3 separate regions of the Sus scrofa genome follow, and regions 1 and 3 are each linked to region 2. Evidence: chromatin contacts called from public promoter capture Hi-C data. All regions are on one chromosome and are shown on one strand. The core of a region is the stretch at or near the end of the contact, and the rest is flanking DNA. Distances in the headings are between cores, read along the strand shown.

What was found. Promoter capture Hi-C pulls out the DNA fragments that hold promoters and counts their contacts.
Region 1: a contact with region 2 is called in a promoter capture Hi-C map of fetal skeletal muscle, with 4 times the contacts expected there. The contact joins the promoter of SLC19A2 here to the promoter of TIPRL in region 2. A contact is called at or near these places in 1 of 5 promoter capture datasets (fetal skeletal muscle) and 1 of 47 Hi-C or Micro-C datasets (heart right ventricle).
Region 3: a contact with region 2 is called in a promoter capture Hi-C map of fetal skeletal muscle, with 6 times the contacts expected there. The contact joins the promoter of BLZF1 here to the promoter of TIPRL in region 2. A contact is called at or near these places in 2 of 5 promoter capture datasets (fetal skeletal muscle and liver), 3 of 47 Hi-C or Micro-C datasets (heart right ventricle, liver and skeletal muscle) and 1 of 2 datasets of contacts at active chromatin or transcription factors (alveolar macrophages).

The regions. Positions count from the first base shown.
Region 1 is chr4:81,508,810-81,511,509 of Sscrofa11.1, forward strand. It overlaps SLC19A2 (solute carrier family 19 member 2), which reads left to right and starts at 1,412. Exons shown (of 6, transcript NM_001142667.1): 1 at 1,412-1,691. The coding sequence starts at 1,488.
Region 2 is chr4:82,793,335-82,796,034 of Sscrofa11.1, forward strand. It overlaps TIPRL (TIP41-like protein), which reads right to left and starts at 1,431. Exons shown (of 7, transcript XM_001928523.5): 1 at 1,116-1,431. The coding sequence starts at 1,219. It overlaps LOC100525571 (a long non-coding RNA gene), which reads left to right and starts at 1,466. Exons shown (of 3, transcript XR_001308291.2): 1 at 1,466-1,618.
Region 3 is chr4:81,638,513-81,641,212 of Sscrofa11.1, forward strand. BLZF1 (golgin-45) reads right to left here and starts at 1,276. Exons shown (of 7, transcript XM_003355067.4): 1 at 901-1,276. It overlaps NME7 (nucleoside diphosphate kinase 7), which reads left to right and starts at 1,395. Exons shown (of 13, transcript XM_021089439.1): 1 at 1,395-1,529. The coding sequence starts at 1,527.

The sequences.
Region 1 (2,700 bases), core at 162-2,661, 1.3 Mb before region 2:
ACAAATCCCTAGGGCTTCCTGAACCACACTTTGAGGCCCACTGATAGATGCAAATACCAACAACTTCATTCCTTCAGTGATTAATCAACTCACACATTTCAGTGCATTCACTGCACAGTCTTAGAAACAAATCTCCATTCCCTTTACTGGTATGTCCTTCCATGTGGTAGAGAGAGTCATTTTTTGTGGCTGATAGCAAAAAGTATCCTCTTTGCAAAAAGGGTCATTTGCTGACTCAGAAGGGAATTTGAGATGATTCGTGATATACATAAAGCAAAACAGTTCAAAATGTTTTCTGTGAGCTTCTGGCAGTATCTGTACTCTACAAATACTGCACAGGAGAAATTGCTTTTGGTGCAGCTTGGTCTGCAGTGAAAGGACTGGGATACCGTCAAGCTGAGTCAGGCAGAAAAAGAGAGAAGTGAAAGCAAACCCTGGGTATTTTCAAGCTTTGCCCTTGAAAACTATGCCAAGACTTTTTTTTTTTAATAAAGAGGTGATACTTTGCTGTTGCTTTAATGACTCGGGATTTCCCCCTTACCCTTTAAACACAGGATATATCTACAATTATGTTTACTTTCTTTGTACCCCGCTTACAAAAAGTAATGAAATAAAGCTAATACCCTTAATTAGAACTCCATCATGGTCCTTCTGTTAAGTGACTAGCTCATTCATTCTTTTCACAGTATTTTATCGTTTTCCAGCTCGGTCTTTTGGTAAACGCCCTGAACTGCTTAGGTTCCAGGCTTCCCATGTCTTTTTACTGCAGATGAATACAATCTACAGACTGAAAGCCGCTGGAAGAAAAATAGAGCATTCTTCCGCCTCAAGGTTAAATCTTTGCCCCGCGCTGGCCGCTTGAGGAGAATGTGAGCGGACGTCCAGAGAGGGACTGCGTTTAAAAATGAGAGAGAAGACTGGAACAGCGTTTTCCTCTCCGTGGGGATAAAGCCCACATGGAGCACTCCGGAAAGGTGAGCTGCTGCACTGAGCATGACCGAGCCGACCTCCAGCGTGGGCGGGCCGATCGCCGCCTGACCGTCGCGCGCCGAAACCACAAGCAGTCGCGTTAGGAGCTGAGTCCTCCAAGTCCTCGGCGCCCGAACCAGAGGACGTCAGCCGCCAGGCGTGTTGCAGCCACCGCCACCGCCCCGGGCTCCCAGCTTGTGACCAATAGAAGAGAAGCCAATGCCCTACGTCCGCTGTGATTGGCTCCCAGCGGGGAGGCGGTGGCGGAAGGTGGGTCTTCGGGAGTGTCAGGTTTTCCGTGGCGCTGCGGGCGGCGACACGTGAAGATCCTGCTGCCAGGAAAAGCTGAGAGGTTCTGCGGTCGGAGGCGGCCATCCCAGAAGTGCTTGGCCCTGCCGGGAGGAGGAAACACTTACGATCGCAGGTGCCCGCACTGGGGCAGTGCTTCAACCTGACTCCAGTTGGTGGAAGACGAAAAGGAGCAGGAAGGGGCCGGGTCCCCGTCCCTCGCGCCCCGGATGGATGTGCCCGGCCCGGTGTCCCGGCGGGCGGCGGCGGCGGCCGCAACCGTGCTCCTGCGCACGGCTCGGGTCCCGCGCGAATGCTGGTTCTTGCCCACCGCGCTGATCTGCGCCTACGGCTTCTTCGCCAGCCTCAGGCCGTCTGAGCCCTTCCTGACCCCCTACCTGCTGGGGCCCGACAAAAACCTGACGGAGAGGGAGGTAGGCGCGGCGGGAGGACGCTGGCTCCGCTGGCAGAGGGGACGGGCGGGCCGAGGCGGGTGCGGTTGAAAGACAGGACTGAGAAAGGCGCTTGAGCCCCAGGAGCCATTCTGGGGAGAGATTCCTGAATGTTCCTCTTTGAAAAAAGGCTTCTTGCTGGGCGCTGCCGTAATTCATGCTGTTTTTCTGTCCTCCGTTGAATTTATAGGACATGTTTCAGGTGAAGGGTTCGGAACGCAGTTCGGAAACCCTAGTGCCCTTGTGCTTCAGGCGATGTGCGGATGATGCTGTAACTGTGTAACTCTGCTCAGACTGAACCAGTAGTGGGAGGGGGGCGGGGAGGAGAAGAATATTTGGAGAAAAAAGGGAAAACAGCAGGTTGTACTTCGAACATAGTGAAGGTTTAAATAAATATTTGCTGCCTGAAAGTAAGGAAACAGATGCAAGGCAACTCCTGTTTTCTGAAAGGATCTTCCCTCTACCTACTGTACCCTCTTCCTTCCCCTACCTTACTTTGTTTACCCTTGACAGATAGATGTACTCAGATAAGGACTGTATAGGACAAGAACCCATCCCTTATCTCGTCTTGATTTTTAATTGCGTGAGACTATGTCCTAGAATATGCCCTGCCTCTCACCTCTACCAACCTCCTGGGATAAAAGCAGATATTTAGGTGTTGTCACATAGTTGGAATTTAATTAGAGTTCTTCTGGCATTGTGAATTGTTGCTTCACGGATGTTAGTCTTGCTCCTTTCTGTTCTGCTGTGTTCAGAGTAATTGAGAGTACATAGTCCATGATCAAGAACTTCTTGCTGAGTGATTTTCCCTGGGAGGATATTTAAGTACTCCAGAAGTGCATGGTGTGCTTTAAAAATGTATTTAACTCTTTAAAGTGTATGGTCAATCTCAACACTTGTTTTTTGAAGAAGATATTAACTGAAGAAGGAGTTAAATTTAAGGTGCTACCACAAGGCCCAAATAAAGCAGATTCAGCATCCTTTCCCTTGA
Region 2 (2,700 bases), core at 181-2,680:
TCCCTGTGGCCTACAGCATAACTATACAACAGCTATGGTGCAACCCCTGGCCATGGAACTTCCATGTGCCACAGGTGAGGCCAAACACTTAAAAAAAAAAAAGACCCCCAGTGGTAGTCAGATAAAACTCAAAACTACTTAAATTCTCTTGTGGTGCAGCAGATTAAGGATCCAGCTGCTGTCACTACAGGGGATTGGGTTGCTGCTGTGGTGTGGATTCCATCCCTGGCCAGGGAACTTCCACATGTCCCGAGCATAGCCCCCCCGCCCCCAAATCAAAACTCCTTAGCCCGGCATAAAAGTTCTCTCAGTTATCTTTACTGCCCAAGGACCTGCTTGCCTCTGGCTTCTCACAACAGCAGTCCCCCTCCGATCCTTCATGCTGCAATCACACAGAAACAGTGCTTTAAGGCTCCCACTCTCTCTGACCTCCCAGCTTTACACGTGTCTCCTGTCACCCCCAAATTCTGTCGAGCTCAGGCATCACAAACGCGGCACAGCTGTCACTTTCCCTGGCCCTCCACCTTTACACATGCCTTCCACCCTCACCCAATTCCACCGACTTTATCAAGATTCAGTGCAGACATCCCAATTTCCCGCATGCCTTGTTTCCCTAAATAATCTCGAATAACCCTGTATATACACTTCTATCAATTCACACTGTATTATAACTGTCATTCTCACAAGACTGAGTTCCTCGAGGTCGGGATTGTCTTCTGTATCTTAAATGCCTGGCATAGCACCTGACAAGCTAAAAATCAAGCATATATATCATCTCCGTTATTAAACCCCAAGAAAAGAGGTCACAGCCACCCAGAAATAGTCTAAAGGTGGCGCAGGCTGGGGCAGGTAGAGAACCATGGGAGGCGAAAGTCCACCGGAACAGTCATGCTCTGCTCAAACCCAAGCGGAATGACAGTTTCACGAAGGCAGCGCCTGAAACCTGAACCGAAGGACAGAAGGCAGTGATAGCAATATTTCCTGGTGTTGCCATTCAAAGGTCCCGTCCAAGCCTCCGCCCCAGAGGAAGGCTGGGGCTGCGGGGAGCTCGCCCTTGCCTCCCGCGCAGGCCCAGCTCCCCAGCCCGCGCCCGGATCTCAGCCCTGGAGTCTCACTTCTCTACATCCGCTGACTTCATGATGTGGGTCTTGGATGCCGTCAGCTTCCAGGGCCCGAAGGAGAAGTCCTGGTGGCTGCTCTGGAAGCCGTGGATCATCATGGCTGCGATGGAGCCCGCGTGGGCTACGCAGAACAGGTTGGAGCAGCGGTGGCAGCGGCAGCGACAGCGGTAGCGGACACCGCTCCCTCCGCCTTGCTCCGGCCCAGCCCCCTCGGCTTCCCAGCCGTTACCATGCCCGGCCCCGCCCCCTGCCGGCCGACCCGGACGCAGGCCCAACTTTCCACCTTCTTCTCCGCCCCTCGGGTTTTGCTTCCGGGAGCAGTTGCCAAGGTTGCGTGACCTACGTATTACGTCAAGACGCACCGGGAAAAAGGCGGTGAGAAAATGCTGAGGGGAGAGGCCTCGACTCAGGAGGTGTGGTCGGGGTGCACCGCTCCCTGAGCTGCTGCAATGACGTCGTCTCAGGGCATGTTTAATGGAAGCTCCACGGTGGAAAAGGTGAGTTGAACGTGATCCTAGCCAACTTTGCAAAGCAGCGAGTTACCTCGCGTGTTGGTGAATTAGGGTAGAGAGGAAATGCCCTACATTTTCCCATTGAGGCCAAAATTTTAAAATCACTTAAGAGTCCAGGAGCTTAGGTCAACATCAAGAGCTACGTGACCCAGAATTGGACATCTAGCTGCTATCGATTAAGACTCCTATCAAAAATTTCCTCATTCAGGAATTCCTGTCGTGGCGCAGCGGAAACTAATCCGACTAGGACCCATGAGGTTGCGGGTTCGATCCCTGGCCTCGCTCAGTCAGTATGTTAAGGGATCTGGCATTGCGGTGACTGTGGCATAGGCCGGCAGCTATAGCTCCTATTTGACCCTTGGCCTGGGACTCTCCTTATGCCGTGGGTGTGGCCCTAAAAAAAGAATTCATCGTTCAGACATTTCAGGACTTTCCTGGTCTAGCTATCACCTAAGCATCTGGTATAGTGGAAACAGCACTTTAGACCCGTACTAAATCATCTTTTACAATGATGTTTTATGCATCCTTGGCAAACCACTTAACTAATGATTTTGGCTTCAGCTGCCTAAAATAGTATGCTTTCCTGGCCTGGGAACTCCCACATGCCAGCGGGGCCAAAATAAATTAGAAAAAAAAAAAAATCCCTTGCTCTTAGGGTGTCTATCAAATCTTTTTTTTTTTTTTGGCTTTTTAGGTCTGTGCCCAAGGAATGTGGAGGTTCCCAGGCTAGGGGTCAAATCCAACCTACACCTACCAGCCTGCACCACAGCCGTAGCAATGCTGGATCTGAGCATCATCTGCTACCTACACCATAGCTCACGGCAATGCCTGATCCTTAACCCACTGGAGCAAGGCCAGAGATCAAACCTGAATCCTCAAGGATACTAGTTGGATTCGTTTCCGCTTTGCCACAATGGGAACTTCTCCCAAATCTTTCTTTCTGGCCCCATTTTCAACTCCCTCTCAGCCCTACTCACCAGCACTCAGCCCAACCTTTGGGCCCTTACTCTTGCTGTTCTATCTGCTTGAAACTGTCATACTCAGACCTGTCCCATTTCAGAGTCAAC
Region 3 (2,700 bases), core at 26-2,525, 1.2 Mb before region 2:
TCAGTAGGTTAAGGAACTGGTGTTGCCATGAGCTTCGGTGTAGGTCGCAGAGACAGCTTGGATAGTGTGCTGTTGTGGCTGTGTTGTAGGCCAGCAGCTTAGCTCGGATTCCACCCCTAGCCTAGGAAACTCCAAATACTGCGGATGCAGCCCAAAAAAGGGGAAAAAAAAAGGTATTAAAGTAATTACCTTCTCAGGAGACATGGACACTATTTTGTTCACTACATGACAGAGGAGCTTCTGTTTAGATGTTTAACAAGTGACAAAAAATTCATAATAACTTAATTTGCATTTCTTGGTAAAAATTAAAATGTCATAGCATATATTTTCAGAATGTATGCATGACCTTACTAAATCTTAGTCTTACTAAGATTCAGGCGAGAACATGAGAAGGAAGGTAATACTAATGCAGTGATCACGAATGATGAACCAGGCACTAGATGACAAATGGTTTCACTCACAAAAATGATAACTCTTGAGTACTCGATATAACTCAGCATAGCGTCTTCCGTGCCTACCTTCCTTAAAAGTCACACCCCCGCCGCCACTGTTCTGAAAAATAGCTCTCCAAAGACCCTTCGCAAGAGCAATGAACCCTCGGAAGATGCGCAGGGAAATGTACAAAGGTCTGCAGGCAAATACTAATTGAAGGGGGTGGGGGTGGGTCTGGAGTGTGTAACAGGTATGAAGGTGGCAGGAGTGGAAGCGACAATCCTGTCAACCTCTGCCATCCCCAGAAGTCAAATCCAAAGTTCCGTCCCTGTCTGAACAAACCTTCCTGGAACAACGGGCAACCTTTCCTTAAATCTAAAGCGACTGAATGAACAACACACTTCAATCCAAACCTCTGTCCCTTTCCAAAATCCCCTCTCAGTTACACAAGCCCTTTCCTGGACTTACCTCTCAGATTCTTACTCTCCCAATTGCAGGGGGCCTCACTTTACAGGTTCTTTGGCTAGATATCACGGGTTAACTTCCGCGCACACTCCTCTAGCATTCCGAAGCCGATCCGCCCCAACCTTGGGGACATCAAGCTTTTGGTTCACGGCTAATTACTTCCGATTACTCAGGGTTTCGTTTCCGGAATACTTTTCAGAAGGAAAACACTTTTGGTGCCATTTAAACTCAAGTGACGCAGTGACGCAGAATATACGATTCAAGACTTCAGTAAAACAAAACTGGGTAGACTCTTATTAAAAAATAAAAAAAAGAATACTTGGACCCTAGCCGCATATAAGCCTGAACTTCCGGGTCGCCTTTCAACCAAACGGAAGTGATGATGCTGGAAAGAGGTAGGTGGTGTTCCGTTGCTCCAAGCTACGGCGTGAAGGGGCGGGTCGGTCGGCTGGGTGGGCGGAGCTCTATTTACTCCCAGCCACTAAGGACAAAGGGGCGGGGTAGTGGCGGCCCGCTCCGAGTCCGGCAGTAGGTGGGGCTCTGTTGCCAGAGTAACCTGGCGTTGGTGTTGGTGTAGGTGTTTTCCAGTCGCAAAGTTACCTATTTCCTGGTGCTGAGATCCCGAGGCGATGGTGAGTGCAAGGCGGTGTCAGAAGAAAGGCATCGCGGTCTTGTTTATGCTTTGTCCCAGGTCCTGGGGCGTCTGGGCGTTGAGAGGCATCCAGATCGCTTCTACCTTCGGCTGGTTATTTCTTTGTCCCTTTCCAGGAACTGTCCGTGCAATTTCCTCGCTTTCCCTACTTCTTGCAGCACCCTGAATTACACTTTGGTCCTGCTGAGCCTGTAGAGTATTGTGACAGGAAGTTTAAGGCTAAGACACGGAGTCTAGTAGTCTGAGGTGAGACCTTATTTCGGTCAAACATTGGAGATGTATGCATTTTTCATCATTGCATTTTTTTCAACCTCTCAGCTTCACTTTAACACGCTTCATTTAAAAGTATGTGGTGATGTTTATTTGACTTTTTCATGACTGATCCGAATCTCTCTGAATCCTGTAGTCTTTGCTCTCTTGAGGGCCGAGTACCGTTCCACACCCTAAGGGCCACCTAATAATAGCTGCATTTTGCACTAGCCCTAAATTATACAGTTGATTACCTTTTAACAGGAATACTCCATAATATCACTTGGAAATCACTTCTGGAAAATTCACTTGCTAGAGCTTCACCTTCAGAAATTCTGCATGAATAGAAACAGGCTCCATATTTGCATTTTTAAAAAAGCCTATAGATGATTTTCATTCGATCACATGTTCGAGAATGCCAGGTATGGCTATGAAATTAAATATGGAGACCCACCCAGAGTTCCCGTTGTGGCTCTATGCATTAAAAACCAGAGTAGTATCCATGAGGATGTGGGTTTGATCCCTGGCCTCGCTCAGTGGGTGAAGGATCTGGCATTGCTGCAAGCTGCCGCTTAGGATTTAGCCAGAACCTGGCATTGCTGTGGTGTAGGCTTCGGATTGGACTCCTAGCGAGGGAACTTATATATGCCACAGGTGTGGCTCTAGAAAGAAAGAACAGCAACAACAAACAGAGATCCACCCACCACCCCTTCTTTCTCTGTTAGGTCTTGTGTTTCTAGTTCAGAGAAACAGGTATTGAAGGATAATGCTTCCATCTTTGCTCTAGATTTTATTCCCTCCCATTCCTTATAGGACTTTCTGCTTTTGGTTATATTTTTTTCTTTCCTGTGCTTTCAGCCTCTTCCTCACCATTTCCTTCTCCCCCCACCCCCCCCCCCGTG